2 separate regions of the Hordeum vulgare genome follow, and region 2 is linked to region 1. The links are chromatin contacts, called in public Hi-C maps. All regions are on one chromosome and are shown on one strand. Each heading gives the region's core, a stretch centred on a gene start, on an enhancer-like site or on the middle of the called end of the contact. The rest is flanking DNA. Distances are from core to core; before and after follow the strand shown.

Region 1 (6,284 bases), core at 968-3,467:
TTACGGGACATGGGTAGTATATAGACATATTTCAGTATGTTTGTTCACTCATTTTAGCCGATATCTCATATGTAGTTGATATTGAAATATTCAAAATATATTTGTGACCGGAGGGAGTAGTTCACAGGATTCTCAAAAACTAAAAAAAGTGAGAAATACTAAATTCAAGTAGCATGCCCTCTTGAATCAAGTATAAGATTTCCAAGCCACGGAATTTTGGATCAACTAGTGTGTCATGTCAGGAAAAAAAACTGCACCAAGTGTTTTGAGCAGATGGAAAGTTTCTCCAAAATAGAGTGCAAAGTAATACTTAGAATTTTTTTCCTAAGGATCCTAATACTGCGAATGTAGAATTCTTTTCTTATGATGAATCTAAAATCCCATGCAATTCCTTTGAACCAATGGAGCCCTTAAAGGGATGTTTATGTTTTAAAATAAATTAAACAAAAAATTTGTTTGTGCATCTCATAAATAAATACTTTCTCCATCCATGAATAAGTATCGTGTCGTATGGACAAATAAGCGACACTTACTTCCAAGCAGAGAGAGTACTCATGAATTTATTAAAAAAATATAATATAAATATGTAAAATAAGAATATATATTCATAGAACAAAGAAATATAAAATTAAAATTAATTTTAAAAATAAAAATAAAAACAAAAGGAAAAAATGACCGCTTTTAGGCCGAAACATGGGTGATGAAGACGTGAGCAATTTCTCCCAACATGTGAGATATAGCATTCACCAATCCAAGCTACAAGAAAGAACCTATGTTTTTTCCTGTATGTGTGTTGTTAGATTTGTGCGCCCTCAAAAGATGGTGGTCTTATGGTGTACATGATATTGTGAAAAATAAAGGTTTATCAAATCATCCTCTACCTCTATCGAGCAACTAGTTCTCATAACTTGACTTTCTATTTTCTATGATAGTTCCATAAAAAATGAACAGTTAGATAGCCTACTCACGTGTGTGATGAAGACGTGGGCAATTTCTCCCAACATGTGAGATATATCATCGCCAATCCAAGCTATAAGAGAGAACCTATGTTATTTTCGTGCGTGTGTGTTGTTAGATTTGTGTGCCCTCGAAAGATGTCGGTCTTATGGTGTAGATGATATCATGAAAAATAAAGGTATATCACGCCATCCTCCGCCCCTATCGAGCAACTAGTTCTCATGGCTCGACTTCCTATCTTCTATGATAGCTTCATGAAGAATGAACAGTTAGATAGCCTACTCACGATGAGCGATGGTGGTGTGGTCTTTGTTGCTCCATTTTAGGGTGGAGGACATAGGAATCTAGGGGGTGGTGGCCCACGATGGCAAGGCGACGTAGCCCTTGGAAAAACAGCGTACGTGGGAGGTTTTGGTCGGCGTTCTTGACCACATGGGTGGTGAGATGGCGACGGGTTACGGCTGCAACGTGGAGCTTTTTCCTTACCGTCAAATCCGAGGTTCAATCTCTCCCATCCATCATTGTCATCTCTCTCTCTCCCTCTCTCTTCCCCTCTCCCCCTCTCTCTCCCTCCCTCTCTCTCCCTCTTCTTCCCTCTCCCTCCCTTCTTCTTGCGACGACCTCCATTCTTCTTTTTTTGCGACGACCTCCGCCCTGAATTTGTTGTCTTAAAATTGTTTAGGTCGGATGTAACTAACACTAAAACGTGTTTCTATTACCCCTAGAAAAAAGTGTTTCTATTGGCTTTGAAATTTACTGTGCATCATATAGCTCGAGCTCACCCTAGCACTTTCCCTGATTCGCCTCCAAATCTAGTTAATATGGATGTCTTAGGTTTGACCTTGATCACCCAACTTTCACAATACTTTTACACTATGGTTGTTGCATCCAAACGTCTTTTTTTTTTCATTTGACAACCATTGTCATTATTATTATCATTTTCAGATGACATCTACGTATATGCATCAACGAGTTGTGAAACAAAGTTAGCATGGCACACAAATAGTTTGAAGATGAAACTCCAATTCATACATAAGTACTCCCTCGGTCCCAAAATTCTTGTCTTAGATTTGTCTAGATATGAATGTATATAGTCATGTTTTAGTATTTTGATACATTCATTTCTAAACAAACTTAAGACAAGAATTTTGAAACGGAGGGAGTATTAACCAAATAGTTTAAAACAAGTCAAATAGAAAACAATGATTCAACAATGCATACTTCTTTCAAAATTCATACATACTGTTCACCATACAGCCCGAGCTCACCCTATCACTTTCGCTCGATTCGCCTCTTCTTTGAACCAGGGAAACCCAACGAGCCGCCGAGTCTGGCCCGCCCGCGTCCACACCCTTCACCTCCGGTCACTCTCGCTCGATTCCCCCATTCCGTCGATATTTTTCGAGGTGCCAGAATCACCACCGGTCACTGCTGGCGTACTACCCGTCGCCGCCTCCCGTCCGCACGTCCAGATACACCGAACCTGGACGCCTTCCCGGCCCTCACCCCCGCCCATAAATTAACCCGAGCACCAGTTGCCACATCTCAAAGCAACCCCAGCACACTGCAGCCAATCATAACAGCCACTCAAGCACTCGATTCGTTTCGGTCCTCTCTCTCTTTCGAGCTCTCCGTGCTCCGATCTCGGTCCATGGCGCCGTCCATCTCCATTGCCGTCCCTACGCCGGCCTCGGGCTGGAAGAGCGGCAGGAAGGCCGCGGAGGGCGAGGCGGAGGCGGCGCTGCTGCGGCGCCGGAACGCCGAGCTGGAGCGCGAGGTGGCGCTGCTGCGGGCGGAGCTGGAGGCCGCGCGGCTGCGCGCCGAGGCCGCGGAGGAGGCCGAGGAGCGGCTGTGCGTGCAGCTCGGCGAGGCCGAGTGCGAGGCCCTCGAGCTCGCGCGCGCGTACCAGGGCGAGGTCCAGGAGCTCGCGCGGGAGCTCGCCGCCGCACGCAGCAGATAGCGGAGCACCTACAGCCTAGAGGCAGGCAGAGCGCGTCGGCCTCGACGAAGGCGGTGCAGCGGCAGTATAGATTCCTTAGACAAAATGTAAAGCGAGGTTAATTAATTACTCTGTGCTTCTAGAGATTCTAATAGAGGACTACTCCTTCCGTTCCTAAATACTACCTTCGTCCGGAAATACTTGTCCTAAAGATGAATATATCTAGACTTATTTTAATTATAGATACATCCATTATATGCATTTTTAGGACAAGCATTTCCGAACGGAGGAAGTATAATTCTTTTAAGAGATTTCACGTCTCATACGGGGCAAAATAAGTGAATCTCTAGTCTAAAGTATGTCTATATACATCTGTATGTAGTTTACCAGTGAAACCTCTACAAAAACTTATACTCCCTCCGTCTGAAAATAATTGTTCTAAAAATGTACAAAATGGATGTATCTATAACTAAAATATGTCTAGATACATCTATTTTAGGACAAGTATTTTCGGACGGAGGGAGTATTTAGGAACGAAGGAAGTACATACAAATGTATGTAGACATACTTTAGAGTGTATATTTACTCATTTTGTTTTGTATGTAGTCATCTAGTAAAATATCTTAAAACGCTTATATTTAGAAACGGATGGAGTAGTTTCTTGCCCGAGCAAGATGACAGTGGTTGTAACTTGTACGCGTACAGTTGAATACAGTGCTACAGGAGCGAGCAAACGTTTCAATGGAAAAGCGACCTGCACGTACGTTCATACCTGGCCAAACGGCCCGTGCATGGCCCGGCACGGTCCGTTGAAGCATGTTTAGTAATCGGGTCGTGTCGTGGTAGTCCGTGGGCTGCGCCTCCAAGCCTAGGTACGGGCTGTTGGTCCGATTAGTTTCAGCTTCATGGGCTTGTTTTTAGACTTATTGGACCATATGTTATGTATATACTCTGTATATATTAAAAATATAAAAATATATAAAAAGGCGTGCCGTGTGCCTCGCACGATCCATTTAAATCGTGCTGGGTCAGGTTCGTGTCGTGCCGTCTTGACGGGGTGACGGACCGGCCTGTTAAGGTACGTTGGGTGTTGGGTAACTGTAACTCTCCAGCTCGCTCTAGTTCTGTGCTTTGGGGATGATTTGCCCCAGTTGTTTGAATGACGGGTGGACCTGGCCCTATCTGTAAATCTCAGGGGGTGCAAATTATCAGATACTCTGAGAATGTTTTTTTACACGGACTTTTTGCTATAGGGACTAAAAAAAATCTCTTTTAGTCTTATATGAAAGAAACATAAGGGCTTTTTAGAGACTAAAAGAGAGTATTTGGGAGTGAAGGAAGAAATCCCTATCAAAGGGTCTTTCGGGGACTTTTTTGACACCTTTTTCCAATAGTGTCCTTATTTTTAGCATACCATTTAATAACTTCTAGTACATTATAGGGATAACATGGCCTTTTCATATCATTTAATGACCTTTATTCCTTGTTTAGTCCCTGAAAAAAAACAAATAGGGACTAGAGACTTTTCAATTGGAACTAAAAAAAATCTTAGAACTTTTTAAAGAAACAGAGCCTCTGTCTGTGCTTCTCAGGCGAGTCTATCGATCATGGAAACCTTACTCCCCTTTTTTTTTAAACGATGGGTTCTGCTTTTTTTAACTAGAACTTTTTTGAGAGAATTTTAAATTAAATTGAAAATCTTATTCCGCTGGGCAGGTAGGCCCAACTGGGAGGGAAATCAGGCCAGGCATTCGATTCTATTCACAGGCGAGAGAGCAGGCCAGGCTGAGCACTTGCCTATATCTCGCTTCACGCGAGACAGACAGAAGAGCATCTCCCTGGTGAAGCGGGGGTGCCAGATAATTTTTTCTTCTTTTGAGAAATCGGTGCACACGTAGTAGTAGTAGGGCGCGAAATACTTGAGGGAAACTAGCCCGGTTTCCATGTTTTTACTGATCTTTTTCTTATCTCTCCTTTTGCTTTTATTTTTATTCTGGTTTCTATGTTTTTTTATCGTTTTGTTATGTTTTTGGTTAGGCTTTCTTATTTCTTCTCCTGTTTTTCCCTTTTTATTTTGGTTTTTCTTTCATTATTGTTATCTGTATTTCTTTAGTTACTAATTTTCCTATTGTGTTTCTTTGTTCTCGTAGTTTTCATTTTATTCTCATAATACGCATTTAACATTTTTTAATAACATTTTTCTGGATACATGGTCAAGCACTTAAAAAAGGTTTGATTAATACTTTTGATAAACAAAATTAGTACATAGTCAATATTTTTTATATAAATATGTTTTACATTTTTAAAATCTTGATTAACATTTTTCATATACAAGATCAACATTATTCGAATACATGATAAATATCTTTTCTAAACACACTTTAAGAAAAAATATCAAATGTTTCATTAACATTTTAAAAGTACAATATTAACATCTTACACATGGTTAAACTTTTTTATACACATTTAACTTTTCTTTCATTGCTTGATAAACATTTTTTACATACTAGTTTAATATTTTTCAAATGCTAACGTTTAAAGAAAATGTTAAATGAGTATAGGAAATATTTTGAATGTATACAAAAAAGAACAATGTGTACGACAAAGTAGACACGTGTTGGAAAACTAAAATAGAAAAATTGTCATCGAACCAACAAAAAAAGAAACAAAATAACCTAAAACCAAAGAAAAAGAACAAAAGAAAAACATTGCAAAAACGAACAGAAGTGTACACATAATTAGAAAAAGGTAAATCAAAGAAAACCTGAAAAGAAAACAAAGAAACCTGAATTAAAAAACACAAAAGAAAAAAAAGGATGATGAAATCAGAGTGAATCGATCGAGCGTAGGAACACAATGGGGCGTGAGTGAAGCCGTCGAGTCACGCAATTAATGGGTAGACTTGTAAGCGATGCCTATTAGTAAATAGTATGGGCAACACATAGTTGTTGCGCTAGTTAAGCCATGCCCATTGGAAAGGTCACTCCCACCTTCTCACGGATTCACAAAGTGACGTACTTCATGTGCGTTATTTATTGCAACCAGGAGTTTTTCCTTTTTTTATATTTGTCTTTTTAAAATATTTTATCTCTTAAACCATACTGTCAAAACGCGAACCATTCTCATCATTGGAATTCTCAGTCGAGATCTTCAAAGTAAGATCACATGTTAATAGGTTTCGACGAACTTTTTACTCACGAAAAAACAAAAAATGAAAGGAAATAAACGAGATGGGAGCATGCATTTTCTTTCTTTCTTTTTTCATTTTGAGAGGCACAATTGTGTCTGTCGCGGAGACAAAATTTTCCTCCCCCATGAAGAAACCATGTTCTCCTCATGGAAGAAAAGAACAAGATTTTCAACCTTTCCTGAGCGACACAATTTTGTA
Region 2 (6,485 bases), core at 320-2,819, 650 kb after region 1:
TGAGAGATCGTAGCCTGGCGTCCGTCCTATTTTCTGCATGCCACATGTCTCATGGCCAACATCATAAGTGTCTGCAACTAGCATGTTTTTATAATCTCTCATCATAACAACGGCTCTGTTGTAGGATCTGGATCCTTAGAATACGACAGTACGATGACTCGATGCTTCTGCAACATACTCAGTTGAAAAAAAAATCTGCAACAGACACTTGCAAAAAATTCGACAACGTGACCTCCATTGCAAAAAAAAAAAACTTGCAACAAGACCATAGTTGCAGAAAAACTGCAACAAGACCTAAGTTGCAAAAGTAAAAAAGCTACTCTGTCACTCGATGCGCCAAATCTGACAGCTTAAGAGCCGGCGAATATTTTTAAAATATCCGCCGACTGATGCATAGCACATCCCTAGAAGTACAAGTTGGTTCCCATACAGTTCTATAAGCTTCAGTTATGTTTTTCTTCTTTTCCCTTCTGTCTTTTAGCAACTTTCTTTATTTTTTCATTTGTTCCATTTTCAAAAATGTTTTATAAAATATGTTTGGAAATTTCAAATACTGTTTAGAATTTTTCAAAAATGTTGGGATGTCAAATAAAATGTTGAATTTTTAAATATTTGTTTTGCATCTCACAATATATTTCCATTTCAAAATTAGTTCAATTGCAAATATGTCTGCAATTTGAAAAAAAATGGGACTTCAAAAGAAATTTGTTGCCAAATATTGTTTGGAATTTCATTAAATACCCGTCTTTTCAGGTGTTCACAAATTTAATTTCATTTGAAGAAATGTTTGCTAGTTTCAAAAAATGTTTTCTTATTAATAATTGTTCATAATTTCAAATTTGTTCCCATTTTCAAATTTTGGTCACAAATTCATAATATGTATTACTTCTTCCATCCGAATTACTTGTTGCACAAATGAATAAAAATGAATGTATTTAGAACTAAAATACATCTAGATACATCCATTCTTATGACAAGTATTTCCGGACGAAGGGCGTATATTTTTAAAATTGTTCAAAATGTTATACATATATTCGCATTTTCAGAAATAATCTTGTTTAAATAAATATGTTTAAAATATTTAAAAAGTGTTGGCTTTTAATATTTTTCACTTTTTACAGATCAGTTCGTAAATTTAAAAAATATCTGCACATGAAAATGTTCCATATTTGGAAAACATAATGAAAATAAATTAAAAACTGGCGCCTACAGTGCACCAATTGGCAGGCACAGTCGAGCGCTCCTAGTGGCGAAGCAACGTAGAGAGGAGTGTGGTCAACGGGCCACACATGTTTTTGTCAAATCCTTTGTACACAAGTAGAAATCATGTGCTTTTTACAAATTTTAAAAAATACGTTTATCTGACATCACAGATTTGAAATGACATCACAAAGTTTTGATCCTGGCACCTCTACTCCGCTTCCCTTATCCGGAGGCTGTCAATTCGTCCCTTAATGCTAGAGGTTCTATAATTTGCCCGGAAGCGGGAAACAACCTCGTCTTCGCATTTGTCCGACTCGAATGGGCTGGGCCAGCCGGGATATAGGAAATCACTGTAGCAGTCGATGCGCTATAGCAACCTCACAATGTTGGGGCCAATACACTGTAGGAAAGCAGACACTATGGTGAACGATGCTCTGTCGCGAACCGGCTTATTGGTTGGTAATTTTTGAACATTTTCTAAATATATAAATATTTTCGAGAAAAGTGTTCAATATGTGTTTGAAAAAAAGTTCAGTGTATAATAGAAAAAGTTCACCTGGAATTTTTTTACCAAATATTAAAGAAGGGAATTAAAGAAGTATTTAGTGTGTTAAAAAATTTCTCACTGTATAATTATTTTTTAATCAGATATTAAAACTTGTTCAATATATGGAAAAAAGTGGTCTTCGTACATTAAGGAATTGTTCATCATTCACACCAAAAAAAGGTTCACCCTATATTGGGAAGAAAGTTAACCTCTCCCGCAGAAAGGGAAAACAAATTCACCTTATATTACCAAAAGTACAAAAAAGTATGGAAAATAATTGAAATAAGTAAAATCGAAAAGGAGAAAAAATTTGACAGCCCCCGCCGGCGAAATGGCAACAACCCCTATCACTCGCTGTGCTCTGCAATGTCCAAGGCCTAAGCATGGCGACACAACCCTGTCTTAGCCTGAAAAATTGACTAACAGTGAAATGTGTGCAGGGTATACAACAAATGGATTATTTTTTTCTCAAGTGAAAGATCATTTGCTTAGCACACCCATGTACAATATTTACGTCACTATCCACCATTCAGATGATCTATAAAGAGCGAGGGGTTTGCCAGTGAGGAGATCAATAGCTTATTTCATACTTTTCACTCCCACACCTTGGAATTATCCAGTATCATTGAGTGTATTATTTGTTGCATCTTAGCACAACTGAGGTTTTTGATAGACATAGGTATTGGAGGCATTGGGAACTACCGACTGATAGCCAAAATTACAGCATGCACTGTTGTACTTGCTCATTCTACTTGGCCACTTCAAGGCTCTACTATCCCTCATCCACTCATGCCGAGTCATCTTATACCGCATGCTCTCACGTAACTCAAGGGGACGAGCAATCAGATTTTGTGTGTCTTTGTTGGGATGGAATAGCGGTTGTCTATGCTTGTTCGACATTAGCAACAATGATGAAAAGGAATGCCAGAAACAAAAAGTGTCATCTTCGGTTAACGGTTAGTAGCGGCAACATGGGAGGCTTTGAGAATCAAACAAAGATGGTGATTTGGCGATACATTTAGGTCATGTTTGAAACCACTCAGATTATATAATCTAGCTTTTATAATCTATTTCATCTTCAAAAAGGACATATTATGGTATAGATTATAAAAATTAGATGGACACATTATTAAAAACTCACAATCTACTCTACCCAGCTAAAATCAGATTATGAATTGTTAATAACTCATTATCCTTGTAAAGTTGGAGATAATTACATTTCTACCACCGACACCCTTCTCTTTTAAATAAATAAATAAATGACAGACAGATCATTATGCAATGTAAAATCTGAATTACAGTTTATATGATCTGGCCTCTAAACATGTCCACCTAGATTATTTTTATAAATCAGATTATATAATTTATCTTCATAATCCAAATTATTATAATTCATTGTGCTTCTAAACAGGGCCTTAGTAAGCCCAAACCGTATGTTAGATAATGATTGACAGATTGGTAAGGACAAGAGAGTGAGAGCGTACAAAATCGTCTCACAAAAGTAAAACTATAATTTATTTAATTAGACAACCACGTGACCACAAACACTACAAATTACTTTTGTAAAGTGGTACAACAGTCATAGGTAGTTTTAATCCCTCCTATGTACAATCAGGCCAAGCCATGTTGTGCTATGTACGGCGCGCGATCATTAGCACGTGCTCGGCCACGTGAGCTTCAAGTGGGTAGCCCAACTGCTTCCGATTGCCAGGCACCGGAAAAATAAAGGACAACGATCTGCGTCCGTGTCTCGGTTTAAATTTGGACCGGTCGCATGCTATGTGTCGAATCTGGTCATCCTTGGCCGTTAGATCATTCCCCATCCTTTCCTCATTTTATTGTCAACCTCGCGCGCGGGAGAAAAGGAAATGGGAGGAGAGCACCGCCGCCGCACGTGCCGACCGCCTTGCCTCGTGTTCTCATCTTGTTTCATCATCGGTCGTTGCCTGTTGCCGCCCTTGTCATCCGTCCGCGTCGTCGGGCAAGGCCCTTGCCGCCGTCCTCGCCACCAGCTCCACCCATGCAACATCTGCACCATGTGGTTGCATCTCCATGTGGCTACGATTGCAGCTGCGGTTGCGACGACAACTGCTCGCCGACGCACTCGTCGCTGCTCATCCCCGTCGGTCTTCACCTTGTCGGTCGCACCTCCCCCCTATTGCAAATGCTAAAAAAAAGCTTCAACCCCCAGATGAAAAGGCTTCAACCCTAGATGAAAAAAGCTTCAACCGACACTACAAATCAGGGAATGATACAACCACTCACACAAAATGTTTCAACCTTAGATGAAAAAAGTTTCAATCAGAAGATAGAGAGATCTTTAACCAAGCGCTGCTCAAAAACAAAAAAAGTTTCAAACATTTTAAGAAAAGCTTCAAGCGTGGATGCAAAAAATTTCAACCGTGTATATGAAACCTTCAACCGTTAAGAAAAAAAAGCTCAAATCAAACACTGCAAGCAGAAAAAAAGCTGCAAATGTTGACACAGAAAGCTTCAACTGTATATGAAAAAAGAATCAACTCGCTACAGGCAACGGAAAAGTTGTGGTTGCAGCCCGCGGTCACCTCGGTCATCGTCGTCACGCACCCCGGTCGCCGTGGGGTTGCATCACGTGGATGTCGCCATGGTAGCACTCTCTGGCCCCGTTTGCATCATCTCTCGTGGTCTCATCGCGTCAGGCGCATCCGCCGCTGGTGAAGTTCCATCAGGCGAGATAGAGTCGCTCTGGTGGAGTCCTCGCCGGAGCGTCGGAGTAGGTGCGACACTCGCCGACAGCGCCTAAGGTCGCCGGGGGAACGGAGGAGGGGGAGGAAGAAGAAGATAAGGCAAAACAAAAGTGAGAGGGGGACGTGGAGATGCTAGATCTATTGCGATCAAACGCGATCCACACGAAACGTTTTGACCGAGGCGATGGCGTAAAACGTTTTCCAAAAATAAACCGGTCTTGTCTCCAAGTGAGCAAGCACATATTTTAAACGAAAACAATTCAATTTTTTTGGTGGTTTTATTTTAATAAAAAAATAATTTAGACAACAAATTCATAAATTATGAGAATATTACGAATTCAAAAAATATCAACGAATATGGAGAAAATGTTTGTCAATCCGAAAAATGTTCACAAATTTTAGAAGTGTTGGGGAATTTTAGAAACTTAAAAAATTCAAAAAATATTCAGGAATTTGAGCATTTCAGAAATATCCTCGATCATGTAAAAAATTCAAAAATTTGTAAAATCTTTGTGAATTTAAAAAATGTTCAAGAACTTAAACAATTCAACAGATATAAAATAATTACGAATTTGTTTTTTTGTGAATTTCAAAATGGTTCACATATTTTAAAAATATTCATGAACACAAAAAAGTTTGCTAATTGAAAAATGACCGCAAGCATTGAACAGTCCATGGATTTGAAAAATGTTCAGGAATTAGAAAATGTTGATGTATTTGAAAAATGTATTGGCAACTATGAATTTTCCATTTTTTTAGAAAAATGCTCAGGAATTTTCTAAATGATCATGAATTAAAACAATATTTAAGATTTGAAAAATATTCGTGAAATTTGAAAATACTCACGCGCTTAAAATTGTTCTCTATTAAAAAATCATGAATCCGAAAAGGTGTAATAAATTTCCAAATCTGTTCATGAATTATAAAAATAGAACAAAAACCAATGAGAAAAAAGAAGAAGAGGAAACCTTTTGTAAGCTTCCAAAAACCAATGGAAGGTTCTAGAAGTTCCCTAAAGCCATAGTGAACCAGTTGCAGATTACATGAACAGAAAAAAGAACAACCAGTCTGTGACGGGTAACTGATAGGCCTGCTGTGAGCAATAGATAAAGGAAGGCCTACCGACGAGATTGCCAGAGATCTCCAATTACGACTAGATGATGGTTGCGGCTTGTGATGACGAGATGGCGCTCCTACCCATGTCATCCTATACCGACTTGATCATGGAGTAGGTGTCAACACACTTTAACGCCGTCACGACGAAGGAGTAGCCGGAGCTGCTGGCAGCACGGCGACCGCTGTCGATATTCTAGCAGGCGCGGGAGGAGCCACACTACAACGTTGATCTCCTTGCGCATCACCGGCAGGAGGATGGCCAGATCTATGACGAGTTCACATGCAAGGATGCCATGGCAGTTATGACCGCGGAAAACACGAACTTCGTCGCGGAGCAGCATGCACTCTATGAGGCTGCGCTCAATGCTCGCTTGACGGTCTGGGATGTCCAGGCATTCGAGGACGCGAATGTCACTAGCTACATGTCCTTTTTGCTGGAGCTGCATGCCATTGGCACAGTTACGATGGTTTGGCCAACCTGTCCACGTCCACCATCGACCTCACCTCCACCGATGACAACCAAGGGGCGGACTCCAACGAGAAAATAGTATGGCACCCGAGACGGCGGTGCCTTGTGTCCCATGTGGGCCAGTCCATATCTCATGTCCCACTCTTCCTCGCTGGCCAGTCGGTTCACGACCACCGAATATCGACACCGGGGCTAATAACAAGCACGTGGAAGCCGGATGCTCATGGATGTCGAGGAAGATTTAGACTAGGTTAACTTCCGGATGCTTTTGTTTAGTAAATATATCAAAATATACCGTGTTTGGTCCGGTTTAAATGAAAATCATTTGGTTTAGAAAATCACCCGTTTTGTTAAAATCTTGTTAGAAATGTATGCAATAATGGTTGGGTGGCCGGCTCCCATGTCACTATCCACAGAAACGCGC

The links. A called contact is a pair of places that touch in the nucleus more often than the background predicts.
Region 2: a Hi-C map of leaf shows a contact between it and region 1, with 2.7 times the contacts expected there. The contact joins the enhancer-like site here to the promoter of LOC123402564 in region 1. A contact is called at or near these places in 2 of 6 Hi-C or Micro-C datasets (both in leaf).

Annotation. Positions count from the first base shown.
Region 1 is chr6H:33,780,070-33,786,353 of MorexV3_pseudomolecules_assembly, forward strand. LOC123402564 (protein RESPONSE TO LOW SULFUR 2-like) reads left to right here and starts at 2,218. Exons shown (of 1, transcript XM_045096486.1): 1 at 2,218-3,047. The coding sequence starts at 2,609. The coding sequence ends at 2,917.
Region 2 is chr6H:34,428,747-34,435,231 of MorexV3_pseudomolecules_assembly, forward strand. No RefSeq gene overlaps it. Among protein-coding and RNA genes, the nearest start is that of LOC123402403, 88 kb to the right of the region's middle. Within about 2 kb of position 1,570, at least 2 of the 3 cell types and tissues checked have open chromatin away from gene starts, as enhancers often do. A contact at or near this core is called in leaf, where this site is marked.